Linked DNA regions of Mus musculus: region 2 is linked to region 1. A link is a contact called in public Micro-C data. All regions are on one chromosome and are shown on one strand. Each heading gives the region's core, a stretch centred on a gene start, on an enhancer-like site or on the middle of the called end of the contact. The rest is flanking DNA. Distances are from core to core; before and after follow the strand shown. Region 1 holds the start of Htatip2 (HIV-1 Tat interactive protein 2). Region 2 overlaps Prmt3 (protein arginine N-methyltransferase 3).

What was found. Hi-C and Micro-C count contacts between places; a contact is called where the count stands out from the background.
Region 2: a Micro-C map of the G1E-ER4 cell line shows a contact between it and region 1, with 1.8 times the contacts expected there. The contact joins the enhancer-like site here to the promoter of Htatip2 in region 1. A contact is called at or near these places in 6 of 39 promoter capture datasets (the C10 cell line, the HPC-7 cell line, hippocampal neurons and 3 more), 1 of 15 datasets of contacts at CTCF or cohesin (the G1E-ER4 cell line), 6 of 484 Hi-C or Micro-C datasets (the G1E-ER4 cell line, the HL-1 cell line, palatal mesenchyme and 2 more), 4 of 115 datasets of contacts at active chromatin or transcription factors (a beta-TC-6 cell line, bone marrow-derived macrophages and embryonic stem cells) and 3 of 9 other capture datasets (adipose tissue, liver and pancreatic islet).

Annotation. Positions count from the first base shown.
Region 1 is chr7:49,755,624-49,760,827 of GRCm38.p6, reverse strand. It overlaps Htatip2 (HIV-1 Tat interactive protein 2), which reads right to left and starts at 1,722. Exons shown (of 6, transcript NM_016865.3): 1 at 1,517-1,722; 2 at 1,035-1,230. The coding sequence starts at 1,614. It overlaps Gm32962 (a long non-coding RNA gene), which reads right to left. Exons shown (of 2, transcript XR_391460.2): 2 at 4,667-5,177.
Region 2 is chr7:49,805,251-49,810,322 of GRCm38.p6, reverse strand. Prmt3 (protein arginine N-methyltransferase 3) reads right to left here. Exons shown (of 16, transcript NM_133740.2): 10 at 3,697-3,796. Among named protein-coding and RNA genes, the nearest start is that of Prmt3, 29 kb to the right of the region's middle. Within about 2 kb of position 2,337, at least 14 of the 459 cell types and tissues checked have an H3K27ac peak or open chromatin away from gene starts, as enhancers often do. A contact at or near this core is called in the G1E-ER4 cell line and the HL-1 cell line, where this site is marked.

The DNA of each region.
Region 1 (5,204 bases), core at 473-2,972:
GTCTTAAACCTAAGCCACTCTATCTAAGAGCAGAAGAATGCCATCAAACGTGCAGTGTTCCATTACCGTCACACAGGAGTTCAGATGCTATCTTGGGTTGTCACTACCTTTAGTTCCCTCTGAAGGATTTTCCTGGCATGATACATACTATATACTAAAGAAAAATTAAATTAAACACGGCCTGGTTAAGAGGAGTGCCACCAAGTCTCTGCTCTCAAAGAAAATTGCAATCTTAGGCTCCACTGTCCAGGAATCTGCACAGGGAGGGTTCAGGAAACCAGACTGTGGGGTTCACCCAGCACCCACCTGAGCCCAAGCAGAGATGTCTATTTTAATCAGCAAGTTCTGATGCACCAGGCATTGGTAAAACAAAACGACCAGGAAATCACGGAAATCAAGGACCTGCATTTGCAAGTGTGCACACTAGGCAAAAGTGGGGCCCATGGGAGACTGCTTTGAGGTCCCAGCAGCACACTACGCTGTTTAATTTGCTGCAGTTGATAGGTAACTCTTGTTTACTGGAGAACAGAATGTCCACGACTCTCCAATTTAAGATACTTGGGCATCATTTCCAGATGGAAGTCTGGCATTACCATTTGCTGTAACTTCAGGAAGCCAGTATGTGTTTACAAACACACAAGTCTGGGGAGTCAGGGGCTGTGGGGTGGATTCCTGCTTGGGAGAAAAGTCCTTGTCACACTTTTCCATTCTGATATTGTGAAACACACTGGTAAGCAAAATGTGCAAGCAGTGCGCTCTAGGAACTATAAACAGCGCCTTTCTCTGACTACCATACCCCATTCCAATCTAAGTTCTGAACACAGGACTGCATTGCAGGACGCTAGAGTGTAAAAGGCAGGCCTACAAGCCAGTCACAACCCAGGGATTAATGGAAGGGCTCTTCTAAATCCATCGTGCCCAATTTTGATGATTTCTATGTCTCCACCACCACCTGGCCTTTGGATAATGGACACCTTCCCCTCAGCAAAATGGTTGCAGCTACATTCCCTTTTAGCCCCAGCTCAAATACCCACCACATTTTTATAAGCTTCCTCCTCGAAGGTGAGCTTCCTCCGACCAATGAGCGTTACTTTGGAAAACAGGTTCTGTCCCAGGATTTCCTTTAAAAGTACTTTGCCAGTTTCCCCGCTGGCGCCCAAAATAAAGACGGATTTATTCTGCATCTTGAAGTCTTCCCGAAGCTTCGGCAGTGCTTCCTTGTCCGCCATGCTGGGGAAACAACACCCGTGGGTCCTGTCTCAGAGTGCTAGGTGACACTCTTTACCCTGGGGGACAAGGGTTGTTAACTGTTGGGCAGAAGAGACTCACTCTACACAGTCCCAACCCTAGGGAAGTGCTGAGTCACAGCTCAGACAGTGGCCAATCCGAGCACCTCACAGGTGCCCGGCTGGATGAGCCCAGGTTGTCTCTATGCCACCAAGCCTCGCAGCCCACGGTAACCCAGCCTGCTTGGGCAGGGCTGCAGGGCCCGGCTCCATTCCCTACCCGGGGTTACCTGGGAGCAGCCCCGGACCCCTCGTCCCCACTCTGCAACAGTAGCATTGAAGCCACCAGCGCGGCTACGACCGTGCCCAGCACCGTGGGACCGAGCATCTCGCCGCCTGCAGCCCCGCTGTCTCCCCTCCCGGCAAGGAGCCCCAAGAGGTCCAGCCGGAGCCTACCGGCCGCGACGTCTTCCGGGTGACAGCGCGCTCGCGGCCCCGCCCCACCGAGGGCTGGAGCTGAGCGCGGGACCCGCCCCTGCGCGGGAGCTGCACCCAGGGCTCGAACCACACTCCCCGGGGCTGAGCTGCAGCGGGGCGGGGCGTGGGGGGGGCGTGGGGCTGTGCTTCACCCCAGCACAGATCTCCTCCCTCCGTCCCCCATAACCCTAGTTGCAACCGCGTTCTTCCTAACCACCTGGGGCCAGAGCCTTCAGATTTTAGATAAAAGGCATCCCGGACTTGACTCTTGGTCCCCAAATCATCTCATTCTCCTCGTTAAAAACTAGTCTCTTCTTAGGCTGGGGACGTAGCATGTAGCTCAGTTAATCAAGCGCTTGCCTGGCATACGCAGAGCCCTGGATAAAGTTGGATGTGGTGGCACAAGCAGGCAATACCAGCAAGGATGATTCTCCTTGGAAACAGAATGTTCTGAGTTCTAGGACACCCTGAAATATATGAACTTCTGTCTCAAGAGCGAAGGAGGACTTATTGGGAGGAAGCTCTCAAAACAGAGGTAGGAGAGGCTAGTACCAGGTGAGTAAGATCAAAATATATAAACATGAAATTGTTAGTAAAGCAAGACATAAAAAGAAGAAGAAGAAAAAAAAGCCTAGCTCCACTTAAGCTCTATGAAAAACAAAACTCTTTCTTGCCTCTTTAAAGACACATATCCTATTCCCTCAAGCCAGAAGCTAGGGGGGCTCCTTTGACCAGTTTTCAGGTTGATCTCCCTGCCCAGGTGCTGGCCCCCTTCTGGATGGTTGCGGTAGGAAGAGTTTCCAAACCTGATCCAATTCACAACAGGATCAATGGTTAGAACACAGCTATCCACACTGGGCATGCCCTGGATTTTGGATGCATAGAGATTAGAATACTATGACTCTGAGATACTTTCTAAACTGCATTTATTTTGTGTGTGTGTGTGTGTGTGTGTGTGTGTGTGTGTGTGTGTGTGTAGAGGTGTTATGACCGGTGTATGAAGGTCAGAGGGCCCCTTGCAGGATTCAGTTCTCTCCTTCCATGATGTGGGTTTGCCTTGATCTAACTCAGCCTCTCCCAGACTCCCTCTCCCAGAGTCAAGTCCAGGATGTGATCCTGAGCTAAGAAGGATGGGCTGTGAGTGTGATGCTCCATCGCTCCATCTAGAAGCCAAATGAAAGGTACTTTCGCCCCCGCCTTGCTGGTTGAATGTCATTATATGAAAATCTGGCCTAGGCGTGGCATTCAAATACTTCCACACAGGTTTTTCCACTCTGGGGAGCAATACAAAGATGCAATGAAGACTAGGGGTGGAGCCCTGCTGGGCAAGGACAGGGAGATTAGGATGATGGGTAGCATCCTGTGAGCCCCTGCCCTGGCTTGCCTGCCTTAACCGCTGCCTGTTTGCAGGGGCTGTGTTGAGCGCTTCCTGTTTATTCTGCCTCTAGAGTCCTTTTCCGACTTGCTGCAGTCAGATGGACTCTGCTGTTTGCAGTTTAAAATGGAGGCAATGGAGAACACTGTTGTCCTTCCCCACTGGGCTGCCACAATGCCAGGCTGTCAGGATGTATAGGTGCTGCCGTGCACCTTCTCAGAGACTGCCATATGAAAAGACACCCTCAGATCTTGTCAGCTCACATGGGGGACCCGCGTATTGAATCTCTTAAAGAGATTACTGACTGTAGCAAGCCTATGCTTTGTTTTTCAAAATTGCGATATAGTATACTTAAAATCAAATATTCAGGTTCTAAGAGTTCAGGTCATGATTCTAGAACCATAGTGTATACCATGGCTAGGTACACAGCCCAATTCATGTTACCCCAGAACATGCCTTTGTTCTTCTACTTAGCTCTTCCAGGGTTTCTGAGTTCAATTCTGAGCAACCACATGGTGGCTCACAACCATCTGTAATGGGATATGATGACCTCTCCTGGTATGCATGAAAACAGCAATACATTAAATAAATAAATAAATAAATAAATAAATAAATAAATAAATCTTTAAAAAATATATATATTCCAGTATGGTGGCACAGGCTTTTAGTCCCAGCACACAGAAGACAGAGGCAGGAGATCTCTGTAAGTTTAAGGCCAGGCTGGTCTTCAGAGCAAGCTCCAAGACAACCAGACTTCCATAAAGAAAACTGGTCTCCAACAAAAACCATGTAGGGCTGTCAAGAGGGTTCCTCACGCATATATTTAAAAGTGTGCCTTAGACCCATGTTTGTCCAATTTGAGTTCATTTTCGTGGCCCTGGAGCTGCGTCCTGTGACATGTGGGTCAGACAGCCCTGAATGTTTCTTTCTGAGTAGCTGCTCTATGGTGGTGCTCTCTCCTCCTGCCATCCTGGACTGTTCCCTGGTAGCCATGGCAACCAGGACACAGCAACACAGTGGTAGCCAGGTCGAGGGTAAAGATAAGATTAATGACGATATGAATGCTCCCCAACAGATGTCTTAAAAGCCATAGGACCTCTCTTCCCTTCCCTGAACACAGCTACAAAAGACCTTAAGATTCTAGAGCACATGTAGAGTAAAAGGTTGGTCTCAAGAGGGACTCCATGACTTAACTTCATGACGTCACCTCCCGTGATAGGGGCATCACCCACACTCCTGCAATTAGCCCTAAACCCCTGCCCCAATAAACTCACTAGTCTCGCCATGTTGGACTTTAGCAAAATCATACCTGCCTGTCTTTTATGTCCCTTGGGAGTAAATAGAAAGGAGAAATGAATACCATGGTTGTTTCCCACTGATCCAGGAGGCTAGGTTAGCCCACATCCTGCTTGTAAACAGGTTAGGTTTGCTTCCAGTTATTTTTCCTGTTATAAACAAGGATTTGAACATTTCACAGCAGTCTCGCTGTGGATGTGTTCACATCGCTCTCCCAGGGCGGGTGCACCATTTCAGACGTCACCCACTTGGTATCATCATTCATCTTTAGAGGCCAAGCAACTCCCCATTATCCTTTCAGTCAGAGCTCTATATTGTGGCACATGCAGAGGCCCATTTTGAGTCTGCCTTTCCCAGGATCACTTTCAAGCTGACCATGTGACTAAGACCTCACCCAGGCGATGATCCATAGCCTCTCTAACGTTGGTTTTCCCATCCGTGGATGAATGAGGACAATGACCTAAGCCGCAGAGCTGGATCAACTGGATCATCATGAGAGCGGTCCATACAGCATCCACTCTGGTGTTCATCAGAATCAGAGAACGGCCAGTAGCAATGATCTCGTCACACTTGGATGCTGAAGCACACAGCGGGAGTGGGGTGGGGGTGGGGGTGGGGGTTCTGTTCTGGCTACTCCAGGGCATCTCTTTAGGAAAATAATGACAGATGAACATTAAAAAACAAAGCTGCCTGGGCTTGCCCTTGACTGACTAGCTCAAGATCAGTAAGCGTTTGTTGTTATGCGTCTTCTGTTTCCAACATGTTTGTGTGTCTCTCTGTGTAGGCTATGTGTCCTTGGATGCCTGAAAGAAGACAAAAGAGGGCATTAG
Region 2 (5,072 bases), core at 1,088-3,587, 49 kb before region 1:
CACACACACACACACACACACACGATTTTAAGGCTATAGAAAGTGTCAACTAGCAATATGATTAAAGAGTTAAAAGAACGAGACCTAAATTTTCCAAATACAACAAATATACAATAAGAAAAGGCCATTTTGTTAGATGCAGCAATAAGCATCTATCCTGGCATTTGCTGAACCTAGTAAAGAAGCCTGGGGTGCAGCTCAGTGAGGACTCCCAGAAACTGCCCATATAACAGACACGCGGTGAATTTAGTAGCCCGCCCAGACAGCTTGGTACCATGTGGTCAAACACTTCCTCCCCACTCTACCCACTCTGAAGGACTTTCAAGCACAAATCAGCCTCAGGGAAATGCAAAGCCCCAATTTAATGCTTGATGTGGCTCAAAGAACTGAGGCAAAGCAGTAATCTATAATCCTGCCAAAGTCAATAAGGTAAATTCCTTGTGTACTTCCTCTGTTTCAAGTTGACAAGGGGCTTTGTTCCACTGTGAGAGTGAAAGTTCCCAAGAAACTGCACCTACAGAGGCAGACTGACTGAACTCAAAGGATGTGGGAAGTTGGAATGCTGCAGGTCCAGAGTCAAATTAGCTTTGGCGGTGTCAGGCCCTTCAGCCATTTGTTACCTAGCTCTACGTGACCCAACATTCTGTGAGTTGTTAATCTTAGGTAAACCTTTCACACTCTTGGATGACATCAAAACTTAAAAGACATTTGGGAAAGGAAAGGAAGATGAGCCTCGAGTGCCCCTGACTTAGAAAGACACCACCCTCACAGTCTCTTGGAGAGATGATTCAGGAAGGAAAAGACCCCCTCGTCAGTCAGAGCAGTCGGCGGAGCCCACACCTATACAGAAGTCGATAAACAGAAACAACAAAACAAAGCAAGGTACAGCAGCTACACAACACTCCGCGGCAGCTCCTTCCCATCATTCTACCCAATAAACATGAGAGGATAAGGTGCAAAAAGATAGATTCCAGCCTGGTAAGGAGTGTGACTTACAGAACACATGAACATTACTCATCATGAAAACAGGAATGGAATGCAAAGACAGAAGAGATGAGCAAGATGAGATGCTGAAAAGGCCTGAAAACCAGGGAAGTGAATCAAATGAAGATTTAGCAATCACCATATAAGACAAAGGCAGCAACTATTCGGAAGGACTTGGAGGAAAATGTAACCCAGAGCAAGGACTAAAGACTAAAAAAAAAAAAAATCTTACCAGGAGACCAGACACTCATCATGTGGGGGCCTGAAGCAGAGGCTATGACAGGGCAGATGAATCAAAGACATGGCCTAAGATGATCAGACAACTGCTGCTCAAAAGAACATGGCCTCCAGGGAGATTAGACAGATTCAAATACATATCTATGAGCTACTTACATGAAAACAATCTGCAGAGGAAAGAATTCGGACTGTAACCAGTTCTTTCCAAGACACTGAAAAGGTTCTGTGGGAAACAGTATGACCCAAGAAACTGCCCAGCAGCTAAGAAAAGAAGCAGATATTCACAGCCATCAAATCAGGGATACAGGACTCAAGGGCACATGAAAGAGAACTTGTGAGTGTGTTCATGTTTAAGAGAGGACTGACAAGTGAAGCCTGGAGAGGCCAGTTGGCACCGACATTCTGAAATAGAGATTTGCTACAACAGTGAAACAAACACTAAAATCCCACCATAACATCTACAAGATGACAAATCAGCCGTGTAGAGGAGAGCACTGGGCAGGTGCCACTGTCCTCATCATCCAGAGCATCATGGTCACAGCTGCTCTTCAGAACTGAAAAGGGTTGGTAATAACAGACAAACCCGGAATGACTCGAACACCATGTCTGAAAGGAAGGGGAACAGGATGAATCCTGGCGCAGTGTCTGCAGGGCCTGCTGTCCAGTAGAGCCATCTGGGCAGTTACTCAGCCATCCCATGCTTCACAACCCAGTCTAGGGACTCATTCGCTCACCGTGTTACTGTCAGAAACGTAACAGCTGTTTCCAGAGCCATCTTGAGACATGTGCAAGCAGCAGCTCATCTGATCCTCGATGAAGCCCACAAACTGAGTACTGCTGGTTCATTTTACAGAGCAGGAAACCAAGGCACTGAAAAGCTCCATCACGTGCCCCAGTGGTAATGAAAGAGGCTAAGTGCTCAGGCAGGCCGACTCCCAGCGCCGCCCTCAACCTGCCACTCGCTAACTGCCTTCGCACTTACACAGGAAAATCCCAAATCTGACTGTGTCGGGGCCAGTGAATTTCCGTCAGGATAAGCTCCCCTGTGAGAGAGCCCATCGTCATTGATTTACACTGAGACACGTGATGGAGTCTGTCAGTACTGTGTGAGTTGTGGCTCAGCCTCTGGAGAAAAGAGGTTTAATAGCAACATTGTCTAACAACAGAAGCTGTGATGGCTGTGACAGAAGGTTCAACTAAAGTGCAAAACCTGACCATGTTTCAGCCCTGAAAACATACACATGAATAACATTATGTGGACTGAGCACATGCATGTATCTAGCACACACTCACACATACAACCACACACACATACACACACACATACACACACAGAGGCACACATTGGGATGGGTTGGAGAGGTAAAAGAAAGGGAAAATGATGTAATTATATGATTGCAATAAAATGTTAAACTGTCTAAAAGCAGAATAAAATCAAATGGAGAAAAGGGAGTGCAGGAACAGACAGCATGTAACTTTAAGGACCGACAGCAAAGTCGAGGCAACAGCCAAGGTAAAGCACTTCCACAAGTGAAGCCACAGAGAAGTAAGAAATCTAACGAAAAGCAGCAGCAGGCAATAGGCCTGTCTTATCTGTCCTCATCTTGAGCCACCAGCTAAGCCACGTGAGATTACTTCAGGAAATGCCATGGTAAACAAAGTGTGTGCGAATAAATGAGTGTGTGTAACAATATAATTTTTTACTACTTAAAATGTCACAATGACAATGCATACATGAGTTTCTATCCCTTGAAGCAGAGGAGAACAGGAAAGAGCGCCCGTCCTCAGAGTGCCAGCTGCAGGGGCGGCACTAGCAGGCCAGCTGAAGATAAAGCCCAACATCCAACAGCCTGAGTGTGACCAAGGGCTCAGGGCCTGCCTCCTGGAAGGGCACACCAGGATACAAGCATATGTCCACACCCAGGGGACACTTGCTCGAAACTGGACACTGTCTGTTAAGTCCTAACACTTCAAAAGCTACTAAAGTTACTATTTTGCTGGATTGTCACTATGCTCATAAAAAAAATTATAGAAAATTTATAACTTAAACCATTTTGAAATTGTTTTGATAAATTTATCACATGATAGTTTTAAAAAAACCTTCAATTTTCCACACAGAAAATCTGTCACTTTTCAGATTTCATCCATTTATATCAATAATCCCTATCCATTGGTAATTACCATCATTTAATCATATCCGTAAATATCCTGCCTTGACTCAAGGCTTTAATATAATCTATAAAGCTACGAAACACAGGAGAGAACAGTGAGCAGGATGGAGACACTTGGCTAACCCAGCCCAGCACATCCTAGTTAGTCCTCAGCATTAGCCCTGGAGGTCTGCTACAACGGCAGAGGCCACAAAGTCAGCACTAGATGAAACCAGCCACCAAAGCTGCTGACACAGTCATTCATCAAACATAAGGAGTAAAAACTGCTACCATGTTTGTTTAAAAAAGAATTTGCTTTACTTACCATCCACTCTGATATAATAACATCCACCTTTTCCACAGGAAGACTCACTTCTTCAATCTTTCCTTTAATTAGTACAATGGTATCTTCAAGTTTATTTAGTCTGAAAGTTATAATGAATTATATTAGCCTGTTAAATGTTTTGCAAACTGTATCAAGAAATGTCACAGTAAAATGAGACCCTGCTACATTAGTGTAGCCACTCCAACTCTGCCCACTTGTAAGCTCTATGCATCTTGGGGAACTTCTGCACAGTGAGCAGAAACAACTATGATGGAGTTGATACTGGGGTGGGGGTTAGCTTAATGTCCTTTTCCACAGCTCACATCCTCTCGCCTATCTTTCCTCACCACTTAACATAAGGCTCTCTTGGTCTCCTTTCTAAGTGGTAATATACCCACACTTCTACATATTTACTTATAAGCACTATACATTATAGGCTAGAGTATGCAATGAGAAAACAAGAGGATTTTTCCTGAGTTTGTATCACCTCATTTAATATTACACTTTCCATCTATTTTCCTGTAAATTTCCTTTTTCTTTATAGCTGAGTAATATTCTACTTTGCACATATACCACATCTCATTCTCCATTCATCTGCTGATGGGCATCTGGGTTGGTTCCATTTTGTTGCAAACATATGTCCAGAGCACTAATGAACTCGGGAGTGCAAACATCTCTGCAGTAGTTAAGTGCCTGGGGTTGAACGGCTGGTTAGACAGTAATTCTACCTTTAGGTTTTTGAGCCCCTCCAAACTGACTCTCTTAATGTCTGTACTAATCTGCACCCACCAGCAGCAATGAGTAAGGGCTTATCTTTCCCCACATCCTTTCCAATATTTGTTGTCAGATTTCTTGAGGGCAGCTAGCTTGACTAGGCTGAGGTAGTAGAGAAAACTACTTTTAACTTGCATTTCTCTGATGCCAGGGGAGATATTGAACACTTTTTAAGTTAATCATTGGCCAGTTCTGTTTCTTCGTGGGAACTGTATATTTCATTAGCCCATTTGTTGGCTGACAGTTTTATTGTTTTGGTGTTTAGTTTCTGCATTTCTTTGTAAATTTTAGGCATTAAGCCACTCTGCGACACATAGCTAGCAACCTTGGTCTTCCATTCTGTGTGCTCAGCTGACAGTTTGCTATGCAAAGTTCTTTAATCTCACATAGTCCCATCTGTTGACATCAGGGACTAGCTCCATGCCACTGAAATTCTATTCAGAAAGTTCTTGCCAACCCTATGTGCTATTTTTTAAAACTGACTCTGAAAGCTGGTTAAATGACATATTTTTTTCCAGAATATTCATGCTCTTTGTTGAATAAAGTGCCTGTTTAAAGTCCCGTTTCCTGTTGTGTTGGTTGGTTGATGAGTGCCCCAAAAC